Regions from separate parts of the Macaca mulatta genome. Here region 1 is linked to region 2. The links are chromatin contacts, called in public Hi-C maps. All regions are on one chromosome and are shown on one strand. Each heading gives the region's core, a stretch centred on a gene start, on an enhancer-like site or on the middle of the called end of the contact. The rest is flanking DNA. Distances are from core to core; before and after follow the strand shown. Region 1 holds the start of ATPAF2 (ATP synthase mitochondrial F1 complex assembly factor 2). Region 2 overlaps RAI1 (retinoic acid induced 1).

What was found. A called contact is a pair of places that touch in the nucleus more often than the background predicts.
Region 1: a contact with region 2 is called in a Hi-C map of fetal cortical plate, with 2.7 times the contacts expected there. The contact joins the promoter of ATPAF2 here to the enhancer-like site in region 2. A contact is called at or near these places in 3 of 14 Hi-C or Micro-C datasets (fetal cortex germinal zone, fetal cortical plate and liver).

What each region holds. Positions count from the first base shown.
Region 1 is chr16:19,606,563-19,609,262 of T2T-MMU8v2.0, forward strand. ATPAF2 (ATP synthase mitochondrial F1 complex assembly factor 2) reads right to left here and starts at 1,380. Exons shown (of 8, transcript NM_001257951.1): 1 at 1,095-1,380. The coding sequence starts at 1,227. It overlaps GID4 (GID complex subunit 4 homolog), which reads left to right and starts at 1,506. Exons shown (of 7, transcript NM_001193962.2): 1 at 1,506-2,105. The coding sequence starts at 1,668.
Region 2 is chr16:19,368,237-19,370,936 of T2T-MMU8v2.0, forward strand. It overlaps RAI1 (retinoic acid induced 1), which reads left to right. Exons shown (of 6, transcript XM_001091010.5): 5 at 113-162; 6 at 669-2,144. The coding sequence ends at 683. Among named protein-coding and RNA genes, the nearest start is that of MIR33B, 3.2 kb to the right of the region's middle. Within about 2 kb of position 1,300, at least 8 of the 40 cell types and tissues checked have an H3K27ac peak or open chromatin away from gene starts, as enhancers often do. A contact at or near this core is called in fetal cortical plate, where this site is marked.

The sequences.
Region 1 (2,700 bases), core at 130-2,629, 240 kb after region 2:
TTGCACTCCTGCCACAATGCCAAACTGTCTGTGAAGTTCTCAAGTTTCTAAAGCAGGCAGTGTTAGGGAAAAGTCCCTCATATCTTGCTGTCACCCTGGACATGTTCTAGATACCCAACACTCTCCCACCTTCTTGCTGAACTCCTACTCATCTATCATGGCTCAGCTTAAATGCCCTTTCACCCAAGACCCATTCTAAACCCTGAACAGCCCCAAGACGGGAGCAGGTGATTCTCCGTGTTTTCACAGCTTCTTTGTATGTCCCTTATCAGGATATTATACCCTTTGCACTCAACAGTGAACATCATTCAGGTGGGTCTTTTTCTTCTTTAACTGAGCTTCTCTACCAATACATACAGGTGGGTCTTAAAGACTACCGTGTCTCCTGCCTCCAGCACTATAAAACTAATTGAATGGTGGGAGGGTGTTACTGCTTTTCATTCACTGAAATGAATCATTCTCACTCTTACCCTAACACCACTCACCATCAGCAATGAAAGAACCACTACGTCTGAGCTTCATCAGAGTTGGAGGTGGAGGTGACTCCACAGTCAAAGGTGGAGATGTCAATTTCTATTTAGCAGAGAAGGCTGCAGATGGCAGAGGTTGTGGTAGGAGGGAAAGTCAGGAAACCTGCAGCTGAAGTGCCCAGGATGGAGGAATGAAGGTCTAGGTTCTAGGTCCCTTCTGTGCAGGTATTGTGTTGGGCAGTGGAGACACGGAAAGCAGTCAGACACCTCAAATCTCTGAGACAGTCTGTCTGTAACCTAGGCGAAGTCCTGATTCAGAGCCCAAACTTCCCCTTTTGAAAACAAGGATGACACCTTATTTCCTAGGGAGGGCAGCCATAAGCTTTGAGAAAAGCTGCACAGGCCAAATATCAATTACTGTATCGTGCGTCACTCGCTGTTCCCTCTCGGGTCGTCTGCCCTTGTCTGGGCTTCACTTTCTCATCTGTAAAAAGACTTGACCGGCTTGCATAACCTCATGAGCCTGAACCCTGCCTCAGTCACCTCGCTTTGCATAGCCGAAGCCCGAAGCCCACCTTACCCCAGCTCGGCCCCTACCCAAAAGAGAACGTGTCATAGTCTTACCTGTCGGCGGGGCGTAAGCCCGGGCTGGAGACGGGATGGTTGGCCCCGGACTCATAGAAGCGCAGGGACCACCCGCAGGCCGATTCAGGAGACGGCGTCCCCCGTCCCGCAGCCGGAGGCAGCTCCTCCACATCGCGCCCGAGGGTCTGGGAAGATGCGCGACGCGAAACCTGGAGCAGGAAACACAGAGCGAAGGGACCCCCAAAACCGCACGTTCGGGCTGTACGGAAACCTCTCACCGCTTCCTCAAAGCCCTCAGCCTCCCTTGGACGCCGCCATCTTCCGCATGACACCAACGGCGCGCCGTCGCCTTCGCAAACCTCCTGCGCACACCCCCAGTCAATCAGCATCACAAACGCACCTCGCCCCGCCCCCTCCACGCCGCGCCTCGGCGAGGAGACTACAAGTCCCAGCGGGCCGCTCGCGCACCCCGCCACGTGTTTTCTCCTCCCGCCAATGGGCGGAAGCGCCGCGTGAGCCTGCTCCCGCCCCCGAGGCTCGCCCGAGCCAATCGGAAGGGGCGGGGTGTGTGTGTGCGTGTGTGAGTGTGTCTGTGAGTGTCTCTGTGTGTGTATGTGTGCGCGAGGGCAAGTCGGGAGGGGGACCCAGCTCAGGACTGGGAGGCCCTGCTCGCAGGTCCCTGGGTCCCGGTGGCGGCCAGAGCGCTTGGTCCGCAGGCAGCGGGCGGGTGGTCGCCCCTCCCGCCCCCACCCCGCGCGTGCGCGCCCCGGCCTCTCCCTCCCCGCCACCCTCCTCGGCTCCCGCGCGGCGGCGGCGGTTCCTCTCCCACTCCCCCCAGCCCTGGCTCCGGGGGACCCCGCGATGCCCGTCCGCACCGAGTGTCCCCCGCCGGCCGGTGCCTCGGCTGCCTCCGCGGCCTCACTCATCCCGCCGCCGCCCATCAACACCCAGCAGCCCGGCGTGGCCACCAGTCTGCTCTACAGCGGCTCCAAGTTCCGCGGCCACCAGAAGAGCAAGGGGAACTCGTACGACGTAGAGGTGGTGCTGCAGGTGAGCGCCGGGCCGGGCCGGGGCCCGAGGGCCTCCTCGCGGCGCTCACGGGCCGTGCCCGCCTCGGCTCCTCGAGCCCGCAGCCGCGGAACAGGCCCTCGCCGCCGGGGCCTCCTGCACCCGGCGCTTCCCACCCGGGACCTGCCCAGCCTGTGTCTCACACTCTCCGAGCCCCAGCCCTGACCTGCCCCTTCGGACCCGGAGCCCGTCGTGACCGGCTCCCGGCGGACCCCGAACACTCCCAGACTTGAAGCCCGTGACCGGCCCGTCTGGGATCCGGAAGCCCCTCATGACTAGGGAAAGGCCTGGGTCCTTCCTCCCCATGACCTGTCGTCCCTAGATCAGGGACTGCCACCAGCCCTTTTCAGACCCTGAAGCACTCTCCATTGGTTTCACCAGACTCGGGACCCTCCCCGTGTCTGGGCCCATGTCAGATTCTCTCAGACCTGAGACATGCCCTCCCGCCCCTTCCTCAGTCCCAGGAATCCGCAGACCCTGGGGTCTTCCTGCTCCTGAGATCTCCTTAGGAGGGCTTCATCAGACCCCCAGACGGGGGAGCGCCTAACCCACAACTGACTGGTCAGGCCCTGGCCCC
Region 2 (2,700 bases), core at 50-2,549:
CTGCAGTCTAGAGCGGCGCGGGCAGTGCGGCTCCCCTCCTGGCGGCCGACAAAACCCCACAGCTGTGAGCCTCCACCCCGTCCTAACCACCGAAACTTCTCTTTGGTCACAGGTTGCATATTCATCGAAGAGAACTTTTCTTTGAAATGTCCCAAACATAAGGTAGGGGACCACAGTGTTTTGTGGGGGGAGGGGTGTCAAGCGGGAGACGAGCCCCACCTCGCACCTCCTTCACAGTCCGCCGCCCCTTGGCTGCGCAGCCCCGCAGGGCCCAGCCCGAGAGGGAGGGAGCTCTCCCCGCCCACCCCAGGAGCCCCCGCTGCCGTCCGGCTCAGGTCCCCGTCCACTTGCGCGATGCCGCCGCAGCCGCCGAAAACCCGCCGGCGTCGGGGCATGGGCAGCCAGGGGCTGAAGGGCGTCCCTGGGACGGCCTCCCCGCAGCTCCCCAAGATAGGTGACAGAGTGGAGCAGGCGGGGGCGCGGGACGGTGGCACGGAGGTAAAGGTGAAGGTGGATGGGGTGGGGCCGACGGCTTCGGGCGGAGACCCCAGCCGCGCTCTAGCGTCGCCTGGGTCGGGGGCCTGGGGGGCGGGCCCACACCGGGGGCGGGGCCTGTGGCCTTTGAGGTCCGCGGTCGTGGGTAACGGGTGGGCGGGCGTCTTTTGCAGAGGCTGCCGTTGTAATCCACCCCAACGGCCGGAGGAGCCGCCGGAGCCCGCCTGCCCGCCCGCCGCCGAAGGAGAGGAGCCGCCTGCGCAGCCCCCGGGCCTTTGAGCTGCTCCCAGTGCGGGTCCAGAGCCGATCCTTGATCCGGGTCCCGGATCGTGGATCCGGCCGCCTAGGGCTCAGACTTGCGGCCCCGGGTTGGGAGGAAAACCCGTTCCGGAGCCGCCTGCTCCCGGAACCGGACGGCACAGGGCGTTCTTGCCCACCCCAGGGGCCAGGCTTGCGGAGGGGGAGCCCGCGGAGCGGCCAGACTCCCCGGGGCGCTCAGCCTCCGGCGAGGGTGCGAGACGGCTTTGGCCTGGGGACGCTTTTCCCCTCTGGAATCTCAAGACGACGTGGCACACATTCCACGTGGGTGCTGTCGCCACCCCAGTCGGTCGTGGCGTGCAGCTGGGAGCCCTGGGCTTGGGGGTGGGGGTCGAAACAGTTCTGGAAGAGGCGGAGGGCGGCTCCTGGCTCCGTGGACTAGGCGGGGGAGAAAGGAAGCCTTTCTAAGAGCGGGCTAGGCAGGCGCTGGAGGGACCTGAGCCTTTGGAACAAACCGTGCGGAACGTTTCCAGGGGCCTTTCCGCCCAGCCTTTGCCAGATCTGTCGTGCGTTTCGGGCAAAGCCGGGGTAGACCTGGGCTGTGCTCAGTTAGGGGTTGCGGGCTCTCCGAGAGGTTGTGGGCGGGACTGGGACACCCTTTGGCCTCTGTTCGTCCCCTTTCCAGTCCACCCCACCCCTGGAGCCCAGCCTGGGAGCGCAAAACCCAAGAAGCGGCCAGAACGCACCTTCGGCGGACGCGCGACCGTTGTGCACCACCAGGGACCGCCGCGCCCACTCTGCACGGGAGCAGGGACAGCGCTAGATTCGTGTACAAAACCTGTGTACCCCTCTATATATATGTTACATAGAATGTATATATGTTGGGAACATGCTCGCTTCTCCCGTGTGTCGCCGCCGTGCGTCGTGCGCCCGCAGCAGAGCCCCAACCGGGCCTTTGCCGGGTAGGGGGCTACCACGACGCCCCTTGCCCACGCAGCCACCACCGGCCCGGGCCAGTCCCTGCCAGTCCGTCTGCCTGTCCGTCCGTGTCCTCAGCTCTGTCCACGCTTCGATAGGCCTGATGCAGCCCCCAGCCCAGGGCCGCCCTAGCAACTTCCTGTACATATGACTGTAAAATGGTAAACGTGTGTATTATATCTGGCCTCGTTATATAGTGTATATATATGTATACATATACATATATATAATATATATGAAGACTGTAAATGTTAAGACGACTAGTGTTCTTATTAGTATATTGCTTCACACTGAAGATTGTGTGTATCGAGCTGTTTCTAAAAGATGTTTATTTTCCTTAAGAGTAAAAAACAGTCATTGCATTCAGAAAAAAAAAAAAAAGTCAATAAAGATACAACGATTGTTTTGGAAAATCTGCAGCCCGTGGATTCCGACCAGATTCAGCTGGGAGCCGGGCCAGTGTTTAGGTTGGGGAATGGGAATGAAGGGAGGGGCTCAGGGGGGCATGAATGGAGTCAGGGAGCCCGCCCTTCACAGAACAGGAAACCTCTCCGCGCCTGTGCCCCCTCTCCAGTGTGGCGGCGGGTCGGGAGGGAGGAGGCTTCTTTGCTGTGAGAGGACCAGGGGCTAGGATGGGGGCAGGTGAGACGTGCCAGACTTGCAGGGAGACCCAAGCTGTAGCTCCTGTCATACAACAAACAGGTCCTGGAGGACAGTCCATCCTCCTCCCATGCCACCCAGGGACCTGATGGGGACACAGCTGGGAGGAGAGAAGGGACAACTGACCCCATCGAGGCCCTAAGGGTTGACAGCCCAAACGTGCCCTGGGAACAGGGGGACAGGTCAGCTGGAGGCCATACAGCCAGCCCTCCCCACTCCCCCTACTAACATCGGAAAGAGCTAAGTTGTGTCCCTCATGGCCGGAGAGGGGAGGGAAGCCTTTTCCAAGGTGCTGGGGGAGGGCCCAAG